Linked DNA regions of Pan troglodytes: regions 2 and 3 are each linked to region 1. The links are chromatin contacts, called in public Hi-C and HiChIP or PLAC-seq maps. All regions are on one chromosome and are shown on one strand. The core of a region is the stretch at or near the end of the contact, and the rest is flanking DNA. Distances in the headings are between cores, read along the strand shown.

Region 1 (4,215 bases), core at 1,227-3,726:
ATTCATCAAAAAAGTATTTACCGAGTACTATTATGTGCCTGGGACTGTAATAGCAGTGCCAAACATAAACATAACACCTGATCCATTACCTCTCCTGCTGTTTGCACATTGGGGAAAGAGCACTGTACTTGTGTCAGGAAATCCAGCCTATTTCAAAATCATGGAGACAGTTTCATTTTATGACAAATAATTTTACATGTGTAAGTCCCAATCGTCTCATCTGTCAAATGGGACAATAATTCATCTGAATCTACCTCTAGAGCAGTATCAAAAGAATCAGGTGGCTCCTTTAGCACCTTGAAATGCACTAAAGTTCTCTGCAGTAGAATCTGTAGTTGGATCACCAGGAATCAGCCAGTGGCAACCCAGCACCTCCTGGGACCTGCCACTTGGTAAGAGCTGAGAGGGATGAAAGAAGTGAGAAGAGATGGCCCTTGCTCTTTGTGAGTTCATGATCTAGTTGGGAAAGCGAGATTAATCATGAGAGAAAAAGAGTAAGACCCTCAATTGGCAAAGCCAACTAAGTACCAGAAAGATTCAAAGAAGAGGGAAATCAAGGCAGGGACACAGAGAGGAGACCCTCTGAGCAGAGGGGGAACCACACCCTTTCATGCACCGGAAGACATCAGCATAGCCTTTTCTGCTTCCTCTTTCCCAGATTTTATCAGTCCATATCAGAGTAAGTTTTCTGTGTCTGCAAGCAGCATTCAGGGAGATCTATTCTGGAACCTGGTAAACAAAGCACTGGCCACGAATCCACCAGGGGTGAGAAGTCATTCTTGACTGTCTCTTGCAAGTTTCCACTGGGGCTGCCATCTTGGCCAAATGAAGTTCCACTGTGGTCCAGCCAAGCCCGGGCTTGTGGAAGATGGCCTGGCTGGAAGTATTATGTTTGAACCAAAAAAAAAAGCATTTTTACCATAAACTGCTGCCTTTTTTATATAAAAAATTCCTCTTTTGTTAATAAAATAACAAATATGAAATATATACAGGCATACCTTGAAGATATTATGGGTTTGGTTCCAGACCACCGCAATAAAGTGAGTATCACAATCAAGCCAGTCGCATGAATGTTTTGGCTTCTCAGTGCATATAAAATTTATGTTAACACTACATTGTAGTCTATTAAGTATGCAATAGCATTATGTTTAAAAAAATACAAATTTTAATTTGAGAACATAAACCTTAATTTAAAAATATTGCTAAAAAACTCTAATGATCATCTGAGCCTTCAGTAAATAGGAATCATTTTGCTGGGGGAGGGTCTGGGCTTGATGCTGATGGCTGCTGACTGATCAGGGTGGTGGTTGCTGAAGACTAGAGTGGCTGCGGCAATTTCTTAAAAAAAGACAACAGTGAACTTTGCCATAGTGAAGTTTGTTTATGGTGCGCTGAAACAATTATAATAGTAACATCAAAGGTCACCGATCACAGATCACTATAACAGGTATAATAATAATGAAAAAAGTCTGAAATATTGCTTGGATTTCCGAACTGTGATGCAGAGATACGAAGTGAGCACAGGCTGTTGGAAAAATGGTGCCAAGAGACTTGCTCAATGCAGGGTTGCCACAAACCTTCAATTTGTAAAAAACAGTTATCTGTGAAGCATTATAAAATGAGGTATGCCTGTACGTATATCTACATGTGTATATATTTCCTCCCAGGTTTACAATTTCGTTCCAGTGGTAGAGAAACAGGAAGCCTTTTGGAAAACTGTTTCTTAAGTTTACACTCCCAAAAGTAGCTCCCATGATATGGATTTTCATTTGTTTCTAGGTTCTTTTCAATTGGGAAGTTAGGGATAGCATGCTTTCCTTGTCAGCAGGAACAGCTATGTAATTAGTGAGTCCCAGAACAAAGTACAAATGCAAAGCCCTTGTTTAAAACTATTCAGAATTTTGACACAGCCACGGAGCCCTTCTAAGCAAGGGGCCTGTCATGACTACGAAGCTTACAAACCCAGGAAGCTGGCTCTCCCTGCCAAGTGACCACCACACCCGCACACCATAAATGACTAGAAAACATGCAAATCCGGCGGAGATCACAAAGCTGGGACTCTCAGGGACAATGGCTGATGATGCTTTGTTGATGGGAACTTGTAGCCTCTACACTGGGTGGCAACTCCTTGAAGAGCCAGAGTCAAATTCTTTTTCCTGCTCAGGCCCCCAGGGGGTGGTAGTGAGTGTGTGAAATTATCCCTTTCAAACTAGGCAGAACACCGCTGTCACTGCTAATTTAACCAGCTCCCACTTAAATCAAGAAATAACCATTATTCTCGTTTCCACCTCCAGCCAGGCCAAATGCAAGAAAGGAGAAACCTTAGCATTTGTGGGGTGTAGGAGTGTGTGTATGTGCATGTGTGTGTGCCTGCATATGTGTGTGTGTGTGTCTATACACACACAGGAGCGTGTGTTTCCTCTGCTCCATCTCTCCTCTCCCTTCCTTAAAGAATTCAGCCTGTGGCCACTAGAGGTCTTTTCTTTTCACATGGTAGCTGCCGAGCAGTTTGTTCGGCTTTTTATTTATTCCTACGTGAGCAGACCCACTACACTTCTTGCATATAAACAGTGAAAATTACAATATGAAGGACTTATTATTCCTTCTTTTGGAGTAATTTTGCTGCTGGTCAAAGCCTGGCTCATTGTGCAAGGAAGGGGGACCATCCTCTGCAGGTAATTCCACTGCTTCAAGGTAAGAGATGTGGGTAGGTTTTATTTTTTATGATCGATGATCCTCTAAGAGAAAATGCGATCGTCTCTTGGACAATAGTTTACTTTCAAAGCTTTGGCTTAAATCAACAGTGAGACTGGGAGCTTGTATGTGTGTGTGTGTGGTGGTATGTAGTGGAAAATCCACCATTGTCAGAACTGCAGGCTGCCCCAAATGCATGGATATGGAATGCTTGTTATTTCAAATGGCTTGATTTGAATTTGAAGGGGGAAAAAAAGCAAAGAAAAACAAACCTTGGATCTCAAGTTGCCTGGAATTGCCTTGAAAAGGATGAATTGTCTTAAGCCTTGTTTAGAGAAACTTCCATTCTTCATTTTAAAAGATAAAAAGGGAGGGGGATTCTAGTCCCCATCTAGAGAGAGTGGCTGTTTTACGAAAAAAACCATTATCTTTTCATTAGGAGTTGGTCGGTGTGTTGTAGTTCACTGGTCAATCAAAATTACTTTTACCAGCTTGTTAATTTCTTAGTTCTCACTACCACGTAGAAAAACCCGGTTGCGTGCCTTTTGGTACGATTTGTAGTGCAATGTGACTGAAGTTTGGACAAGTTACCTGCATTTGGCTGTTAATGAAAAATGACAGTGTTTTACTTCTGACTAGAAGCATCTTTCTTTTCTGCTATGGTGTCTAGCCCCCTTTGGTATCAGATCTGTGGGAAATCACACCAATGTGAATGATTGATAACCTGAAATGGAGTGAGAAACGAGCAGCAGCTTCATATTCAGAAAAGTCTCCTTTCTGTCATTTGGATTTTAAAAACCACCTCTTTTGTCATACAGCGATAGAATCATGGAATAACATTTTGCTTCTCTGATGTGTGTCTCTTTTTCAGTAGTTTCCTTAAAAATGGCATTTGTGTCCTGCCCCTCTGTACAAGTTTGAGACCTTACTTCCATATCCACCATGTCTTAAATTTTTAGGGGACATAGGAATAGGGGTGGGGGAATGTTGAGCAGACTGCATTTGCCCTAGCAACTTAGACAGCCCTAACACTGACGTTGTTCAAACTTTACAGTGTAGGAGCTCAAACTCCCAGCCCTGTCAGAAACCTGGAAAAGCCTGAATACTGCATGGGGAACAGAGGGGTGGAGGGATCCCTTGCAGTCTCCAGGCTAGCAAGAATCCCCCTCTTTTCATCCCTGGCAGAAATTCTGTAATCGACATATTTACTACCTAGGAATGAGGCAGCCACTCATCCATATCCAAGCAGCATGCCAGGATGGGAAATTGCTTCTTAAAACAGAATTCCAGGGAGACTTGCATATTAAATTCCAGTGAGAAATTGTATCCGAGACTCTGGCACAAACCAGACAGTGTCACCTCGCTCCGATTGGGATGGTTTAAAATGTGGCTAATGAATCACAGCATGAAGAGACACGGTTTGAAACTAGGTCAAACGTGTAAAAATAAGTGCAATCATCGCAGGCACTTGGCTGATGAGGGACTACTTAACACCTTGAGTGGCAGGGCTTATTTGCTGTA
Region 2 (4,215 bases), core at 558-3,057, 380 kb after region 1:
TTCAAAGCCTGTACATGATAGGACCAGCCAACTAAATGTTGTACTGTTCACAATAACTTACATTCGTTGAGGATTTACCATTTGCCATGCTAAGTGCTTCAAATATATTATCTCATCTAATTATCTTGATGAGCTTGAGTTAAGTAAATACTGTCATCTCAACTACCAAAATAAAAATAGGGTTAAGCTCAAGACATTCCAGCCAGGCATATCCAGAGAAGCCAAAAAAATTTGCTCTAGTTTATTCAAAAAATTTGCTGGAATTCTTATTGTGTGAGACATTCTGCTAGTGTTGACAACACAATGGCAACCTAAAACAATATTCCTGTCTTCTTGAATCCTACAGTCTATTAGTAAAAGACATTAAATCAAGTAATTGAACTATCAAGTTACAAGTATGATAAGTGCAAGAGAGACAGATGTATGTATGCTACCTGAGCCTGTAACAAGAGGGAGCTGTCCTAATCTGGGGGACAGCGCGTATAAGGGAACATGGACAAAAAAATTTTCCAGAGGAAGTAACTTTTCAGCAGAGGTCTAATGGATGAGAAAGAGTTAACCTATCAATCTACAAAGAGAGCCGTGGTTGATTAAAAACTACTAATGTGTGACAGACATTGTGCTTGGTGCTTTATACACATTCTTATTCAATCTTCTCAACAACTTCAAGAGGTTGAAGGTATTTCCCTCATTTGACACATGCAAGCTGAGGCATAGAAAGTTTTAGGTAACTTGCTTAGGGTTACCCGCAAGTTAAGACGCGAAGTGTGATGGGAACTAGAATCTACCTAGAAACTCTGGTGCTGCAACCATTTTTCCTGTCCTGCTTCTCAAAAATATAGCACACACAAAGCATTTGGGACACAGGAAACTCTGGGAATCAAACTACCTGAGTTCTTACCCCGCCTCCACTACTCACTGGCTGCATGAACTTGGACAAGTTATTTAATTTCTTGTTTAATCATCTATAAAAACAAGCACAATAACACCCACCTAATCGGTTACTGAAAGGATTAAATGAGATAACGAATGAAAAGCAATTAGGGTAGAATCTGACACACGGCTGGGGCAGTGCTGTCCAGCAGAAATATAACGGGAGTCATGTACGTGATTTTAAATGTTCTAGGAGCCATCATGTTTTAAAAAGTAAACAAAGATGAAAAATTAATTTACATACTTAAACAAATACACTCAAAACATTATCATTTCAACATGTAATCATTATAAAAATTATTAATGAGATATTACTCCTTATGCGCTATCTCTGAAACCCAGTGTGTATCTCCCATCTGCACCATTTCTCAGTTCGGGCTAGAGGCTACCGTACCGCACAGCGCAGATCCAGTGGCGGTTATCATTTTGAGGACCCGGCAACCGACCCAGCCTTCCATGTTTGTCCAGAATCCCTGAGGGCGGCGAGGCGGTCCCACGGAAGATAAGACCGGCTCGGAACCCAGTGTATAAGACCCCAGGGTTCCGGGGAAGGAGATGTTTCAGCTAAAGGCCTCGGCCGAGACCCCGGCCCCTAGCTTTCTTTAGGGCCTGTTCGACTCTCTCCACTGCCGCTCTCCACACCCACCTCCCACCAGGCCCCTTGCCCCTACCTCTCACGCTGGTCCCCTGCTGCCGCAGCCAGCGGCTCCTAATGGGAGCTCAGGTCGTCCACATTGAGGACGCCAACTCCACAGTCACCACCCATTCACTCGGCTAGCTCTCGAGTAAGCGCCTGGGCTTTTTGAATGCAGTTCCCGCGAGAAGTCCCACGTCTCACGAGACGTCCGCCCAAGCCGCGCGTAAAGGAAAAACTAAGAGAAACGCCCAATGGAGCGCCCGCCCCCTCCTACAGGTACTGCGCATGTGCAAGTGGCGCGCCGTGGGCCTGGCGCAGGCGCAGGCGCAGACGTGGCTCCTTCACATAAATTTTTCCTTGGGCTGGTTTCCTGCATGTCTTCTAAGTATTTGCTTTTAGTTTCCGTGTTTTGGTGTTTTGTTTGTTCGTTTTTTTTTGTTTTGTTTTTACGACAATGCCTTCTAGGGGAACAGTGTCGCTGGGCTGGGCGGTGGAGAGACACCTTTGGCACCATCGTGCGATCTCATGCACCCTACCAGTGGTAATACTGGCGTTAATATTAAGTTCCCACCATGTGCTAAAGTTTACAGATTATCTCAGTTAAGCCCGCAGCCTTATGAGGCAGATATTACTCCTCGTTTTCCACAGAGAAAAAGCCCGAAGAAAAAAAGTGCCTTGTCCAAGTGGTAGAACTAGAATTGAATGCAGTCTGACTTAGAGTCCAAGCTGTTTGCATGTGTTTTTAATAATAATATTTTGTAAACCTGATGCCTATTCAAAAATTCAAGCGATCAGAAATAATAATAGCTAACATTTAATGAGCACTGATGAGTCCTAGTAACTGTTACATGAATCATGTCGTTCTTTCGAGCCCATCTTTTCTTGCCTATTTGAGAACTTGGCTCTAACTGCTCTTTTTTGCATCTTCAGTTTTTTCTTCTCTATTGGATCTTCCCTATCAGCTCATAAACATGCTGCAGTGATTGCCATAAAATCATTTCACGATTTCATTTTTTAAAAAATCCTCCTTGACACCAATCAGCAACCACCGCATTTGTTTTCATCTCTTTATAACAAAATTTCTGGGGAAAAAAAATCTTTACATCCATTATCTCCGTTTTCTTACCTTTTGTTCTTTTGTTTGTTTTTCCCACTTTAACCAGGATTTGGTCCCAACCAATACTATGAAGTGGCTCTTGTTAGGTTTACCAGTGATTCCTACCTTGCAAAATTCGGTAGTCAATATTTAGTCCTCACTTCTGGTGAAATTTGACAGAGTTGCTTGCTCTCGTTGATTTGAGTCTTTATGTCTTGGGATGCCACACTCTCCTTGCCCTCTTCTTCTCAGTTTCTTTTGCAGACTACAATTTCTGCCTGAGCTAAGCCAGACTCAAAGGGTTGATCTGAGCTTTAAGATTGGCAACAAATTGCTCACAGTGTAGTCTCACAGATTTATCTGGGACTCCAATGAACCAGATGCTCATTCTTTTGTAATCACACCTATGTTCTTGGATAAATGAAACAAATACCGTTTTCCCTATCACTGAACAAAGATTCCTTAACTCAGGGGCCAGGAAAAGATTGTTCTAGCTTAGGCCAATCATGACTGGCTGCAATTAGGTAATCTAAAATCGATCTGAACTTATTTTTTCTCCTTTGTTACAAGAGAAGGTATACCCTATGTTATTAATGTTTCTTCCTATTCTATTTTAAAAATGTATATTTTAAACTATTAATTGAGTGACTGCAATGTGTTAGGCATAGTGGAGGAATTCAGAAATGTGGTAAACTCGACTATTGCCTAGAAGATGCTCGCAATATAGTAGGAGATTTTAAAAAACAAATAGAACTTACAGGGCTGTAAATGCTGTGCAAGTGGTATGTGCCCCACACTAAAGGAGTTGTGTGAAGGGAGAGGTATATTTTGTCTAAATGTTCCTTTAAAACTTCCCAGTGCATGTGACACTTCAAGCAGGGCCTTGAAGGATGGCAGAGCTAAGGAGGGGTGCATTCTAGGGGAGGGGACAGCATTAGGAAAGTCTTAGAGGTTACCCCATGTCATAATAAAGGTCATTCTTTAGGGATGGCCTGAATACAGGACTGCCAATACCACCACTGGACACTAGATGTCACAAGTGAAATGAATTCTAGATGGGTTCTACTTTTAAGATAACTTAATGGAACTTCTGATTCACAGTACCAGATGCAGATCTCTGTACTCAGGCAAGGTCCGCATACCATGGCCTAAATACCAAAGGTCAGGAAAAAGCAAAAAACAGCAACCTTGTATCTGTTATTTTCCATTTATGTAAGGAGAGATGGGACTTGGCCTCCTCACACAGTAGTGGATTCACCAAGCATAGGATGGGAGTTCAGATTCTGGGAAACAACACCCACCCCCCAACTCTGTGGCCCTCAGTTACAATTCCTAATATTATAGCTGTTCAGAACTGGGATAGACTCCTGTAGTGAACTTGTCATCATTTCTTCATTGTGACTGTTCTAGACGAAACGAGAGGATTAGACTGTTACGTTATATTGAAAGCTGCATATATTTTGACAGGAACTTATTGAATGATCATTTGTTTTGGGCATTACAAATGAATAGTCTCTGTATTAAATGAACTTAGAGTTTAGTGGAAGAG
Region 3 (4,215 bases), core at 951-3,450, 280 kb after region 1:
ATTCTCATCCTGCGCTTCCCTTGGGAGTCTCCACCTGCCTATCACTAACTCAGGGAACTGGTACCCTCTGAGCTCCAGCAGCCCTTGATGACAAAGGGTGTGGTTGAAGAGAATGGAAAGAAATGGGAAATGTCTTACGGGTGAAAAGGAATGAAGTGCTGCTTTTCTTCATCACTCTCTGCTTTCCCCTTGATGATGTCTGTTATATCCATAACTAGAAAGAAGACAGAATGAATTAATAGTTTAACTTCCTCCTGCTCCCATAAGGGATGACAGTGGGATGAGCTTATGGGACAGGAGGTAGAGCCTGGGATGCCTGGGGGTCAGGAAGGCCTAAAATGGCAAGCAAGCCAGTGCGGCACAATACTCAGACAGCAGAGGTTCCTCGCGTGCAGCACCAGGGCAAATACCTCCAGGCAAAGCAGACTGGGAGGTCAGAGGGCCAGGGAGGCATCCAAGAGCACCATGGCTTAGCAGAGGCCAAAAGGAAAGGGTCAGAGCCGTGGCTGTGGAATTCAGCAATTAGGTTTGGATTTGACATGCATGTATTGAATGTCTACCATGCCTACAAAACCAGAGAGCAGTGATTGGGTCTCTGTAGGATCTGAGAATCTCATGAAATATCCACCCTCTTTTCATAAGCATACTCATATGTACAGATACATAACTGAAGAATCCTCAAATCCTGTGATTCCAGAGGTATCCTGGATCCTCTGAAACCTTTCCTTAAATCAGCCACTAAAGGTCCCAAAACCAAGGTAAAGAACTCCTACACTAGAATGGGGATTATAGAAGTGGGAGTGTAGGAGAGGGCTGAGAAAAGCTACTCCAATCAAGCTCATACCCTAGTTACAGAAAATACGTCAAACACTCCAGGCACTGGGCAGGGGGCCATTAAAATTGCTTGGGTAATAATCAACCACTGACTGCATCTAGATAGAGAGGGGAGTCAGAGAGCAGACAGGAGGAGAAACTGAGCATCCATTCTCTATAACTGACTCTCCTCATCCATCCTCAGTGCTGTGATTAGGGCAGGGCAATTTCCCTTTGGCTCCAAAGTTATTCATAGGACCTGGTAGATCAGATAATCATCTCTCCCTGCCCAGAGTAAAGACTATGGAGATGAGGACGTGACCTATATTAAAGCTCCTGGGGCTTCTGCTGAAACTAATGGGAAAGAGGTACATTCTTTCCACTGGTTGCTAAGTTGGTAGGATGCAAGCTTGGAACAGCTGGCTGATAATTTGCCAACTAGCTGGACAACCATCTTCTTAGTAAGCCAGCATGAAGACATAAGGGCTGAGCAAGAAAGAGACAAATTCTTCATAGTAAGCCAGCATGAGGACATAGGAGCAAGAAAGAGACAAACTGATTTGAGTTCCTGGATCCAGCTATGCCTGAAGCGATCTATTCATAAGCTTTTCAGTTACACCAATAAAGTACCTTTTTTTTCCTTCTTCTACCAGTTTAGATCAGATTTCTGTCATCTGACACCAAAAGAGAGGGCAGGCTACAGCTGAGGACAAAGACACACTTTGCAGTAAGGTTGAAGGATCCTCACTGCCTTAACAGAAACACCATGATGTCAGAAATGCCCCCACAAGTAGAATCAGAGCATTTTAGAGCAGTAGAGGATTTCATGAATTAACCAGGTATGAGTCCTTCATTTTGCACATAATAAAACTAAGGCTCTGGGGAAAATGCTTGCCCAAGATCACTGGCTGGCTAGCTAGCCGCAGTGCCAGGTTAAAAAAAAAAAAAAAAACAGTGAGCTCAGTAAAACATCCTCCACTCCACCACTTTGCAAGCAGTGCCAGGGGACTAGTTGGAGAGTAAGCAGGTCTGCGATTACAGATCAGAGCATCTTGAAGTGAGAAACCTGAAACACTGAGGTTAGCTATGGTACATAGGGGTTATACACGGTATACTCTTAAAATTTTATATTTTAATAAAAAGAAAACTGGCATATCAAATTGCCATTTTCACAGGAATTTAAATTGCCTTTGATGAAAAACATACATTATGTAAAGCAGGTTGATTAAAAGAAAATATATTTGGTAAATAACAGTACAAGTGGTAGTCAAACATAACTAAAACCATAAAAGTGGGGCAAGAATGACGAAGCCTTAGAAACCCCAGGAGAACTAAAGCTTAAGAGGAATGCAGAGCTGATGTTGCTGTACAGCAGCCTCATGCAGGGCTCTGCCTCAGGTCACGCCAATTCTCCAAATGTCCGTTTTCATCTGGAATTTAGATGTGTGGTAGGTGACTCATTCTGTGTAACTGCATTTCCTGTCCTAGATGTATTTTTTAAATGATTTGCTCCTCATAATTAGATCCTGCCTGTATTGTTTTTCCTTTTTCACAGAGCTGGGGAGCAAAGGTGTCAACTGCTCAGACGGCCCCGGTCTCCCGATGCTCTACTCCAGACAAGAGGAGCCCATGATTCACTGTGTTCATCATAAATCTGGACTTAGTCACCAATTATTTTGATTTAGTCACCAGAAATGTAGTTATTAAGGGCTGTCTGGCATAAATTTTGCAGGGGTGGGGGCAGCAGGAGGCAGTTGGGAAACAAATCATCATTACAATTCAGCCACATAAAATGTGCGCTCCAATAAAAATTAATGATGCAGAGTGTGCCCCTTACCTGCCACCCCAAAGGGCCTCCTCAGTCCCTGCGTGCACTTCTTTGCACCAGTATCCTTAAGATCCATCTTGCCGACCCGGACTATTTGACAAATCAAGTAAATTTTATCCCTGTTGAGGTCTTTGTTTCCAAGATCCTGTGGGGAAAGAAACAAAAAATTGACCATCATGTGCTGAATGGGGGAAAAAAGGTAGACAAGAAAACCCAGTAATAGTAATTTCTGAGGGATGTATATAATACTTGCTATACATGGACCAATCATACAATAAGTCTGGAAAAGATAGAAACAAGGCTCTCACATCCATTTTACAGATAAGCAAGGTAAGGTTTGCAAAGGAAAATGAGTGATAAAACTCTAGTGTTTAATCCCAATTCTTCCCTCTCAAAATGATAAGGCAAGAGAAGGGTAGAGGTGGAATATCAGCTGTACAGACAGGATTCCCCATATGCCGAGGTGATAGATCCAAAAGTAGCATTTGCTACAGATGACTCGGATGACACCATCGGTCACATCATTGCTCAGAACCTCTGAGAGAGAAGACAAAAGGAAGAGAAAAAAATCATAACAGCTACCATTTCCTGCACATCTAAAGTGTGGCCATCAGTTGGGTTGAGGTAGTGCTAACAACCCCAATATCTCAGTGCTTACAACACAGCAGAAGTTTACTTCTGGTGCAGTCTACAGGGCCAATGCAGAGGGGTGGGGGCTCTGATTACTTACTTACTCTGGGCCCCTGGCTGGCAGCTCTATCTCAGCACGGGTGCGCTCACTGTCTCTGCCACAGGGAAAGGAATGTGGCAAATCACTTCTGGCTCTTAAATCATCTACCCAAGAGAGATGCACATCACTTTTTGCTTGCATGTCATTTGCCAAAGAAAGGCATATGGCCGCACCTGACTTCAAGGGGTCAGGAAACTGCAGTCAACTATCTGTTTGTTTATTTATTTATTTTATTTATTTTGAGACAGGGCTTCACTCTGTCACACAGGCTAGAGGGCAGTGGCATGATCACAGCTCACCGCAGCCTCAATCTCCCAGGCTCAAATAATCCTCCCACCTCAGCCTCTTGAGTAGCTGGGACTACAGGCATGAGCCACCATGCCTACCTAATTTTTTTTTAAGAGATGGGGTCTCACTATGTTGTCCAGGCTGATTTCAAACTCCTGGGCTCAAGCAATCCTCCCACATCAGCCTCCCAAAGTGCTGGGATTACAGACATGAGCCACCAGACCCAGCTCAACTGAGTCTAGAAAAGCCAAAACTGGTGAAACGCACTGTCTCATCCACTGTGCTAAGTGATTCCTGCATCACCATATTCAATCTCTCACATCTCTGAAGTACATACAATTATTGCATCCCCATTTGACAGATGGGGAAACTGAGACACAAAGAAGATAAGAGGCTTCCCCAAGGTCATGACCATAGCCCATGAGACTCTGGGCTTTGAGCCCAGTCCCTGACACCAAAGACCACAAACATAGCTACTACAGTACAGCTCCCTTGCCATCAGAAAGGCATGCAGGAGGAAACTCCTGACTTCATGCTCAAATCTAAAAGCTTCAGT

Evidence for each region. Hi-C and Micro-C count contacts between places; a contact is called where the count stands out from the background. HiChIP or PLAC-seq counts read pairs in DNA pulled down with a chosen protein or histone mark.
Region 2: an H3K4me3 HiChIP or PLAC-seq map of stem cell-derived excitatory neurons shows a contact between it and region 1, with 8 times the contacts expected there. The contact joins the promoter of SPDL1 here to the promoter of INSYN2B in region 1. A contact is called at or near these places in 1 of 7 Hi-C or Micro-C datasets (stem cell-derived neural progenitor cells) and 1 of 1 datasets of contacts at active chromatin or transcription factors (stem cell-derived excitatory neurons).
Region 3: a Hi-C map of stem cell-derived neural progenitor cells shows a contact between it and region 1, with 5 times the contacts expected there. The contact joins the enhancer-like site here to the promoter of INSYN2B in region 1. A contact is called at or near these places in 3 of 7 Hi-C or Micro-C datasets (blood, induced pluripotent stem cells and stem cell-derived neural progenitor cells), 1 of 1 datasets of contacts at active chromatin or transcription factors (stem cell-derived excitatory neurons) and 1 of 1 other capture datasets (stem cell-derived neural stem cells).

What each region holds. Positions count from the first base shown.
Region 1 is chr4:167,639,721-167,643,935 of NHGRI_mPanTro3-v2.0_pri, reverse strand. It overlaps INSYN2B (inhibitory synaptic factor family member 2B), which reads left to right and starts at 2,476. Exons shown (of 4, transcript XM_003310975.6): 1 at 2,476-2,694. All of the region lies in intron 27 of DOCK2 (dedicator of cytokinesis 2), which reads right to left.
Region 2 is chr4:167,255,997-167,260,211 of NHGRI_mPanTro3-v2.0_pri, reverse strand. SPDL1 (spindle apparatus coiled-coil protein 1) reads right to left here and starts at 1,807. Exons shown (of 12, transcript NM_001280345.1): 1 at 1,605-1,807.
Region 3 is chr4:167,357,501-167,361,715 of NHGRI_mPanTro3-v2.0_pri, reverse strand. It overlaps DOCK2 (dedicator of cytokinesis 2), which reads right to left. Exons shown (of 52, transcript XM_016954162.4): 10 at 2,651-2,786; 11 at 139-214. Among named protein-coding and RNA genes, the nearest start is that of DOCK2, 60 kb to the right of the region's middle. Within about 2 kb of position 2,200, at least 2 of the 24 cell types and tissues checked have an H3K27ac peak or open chromatin away from gene starts, as enhancers often do. A contact at or near this core is called in stem cell-derived neural progenitor cells, where this site is marked.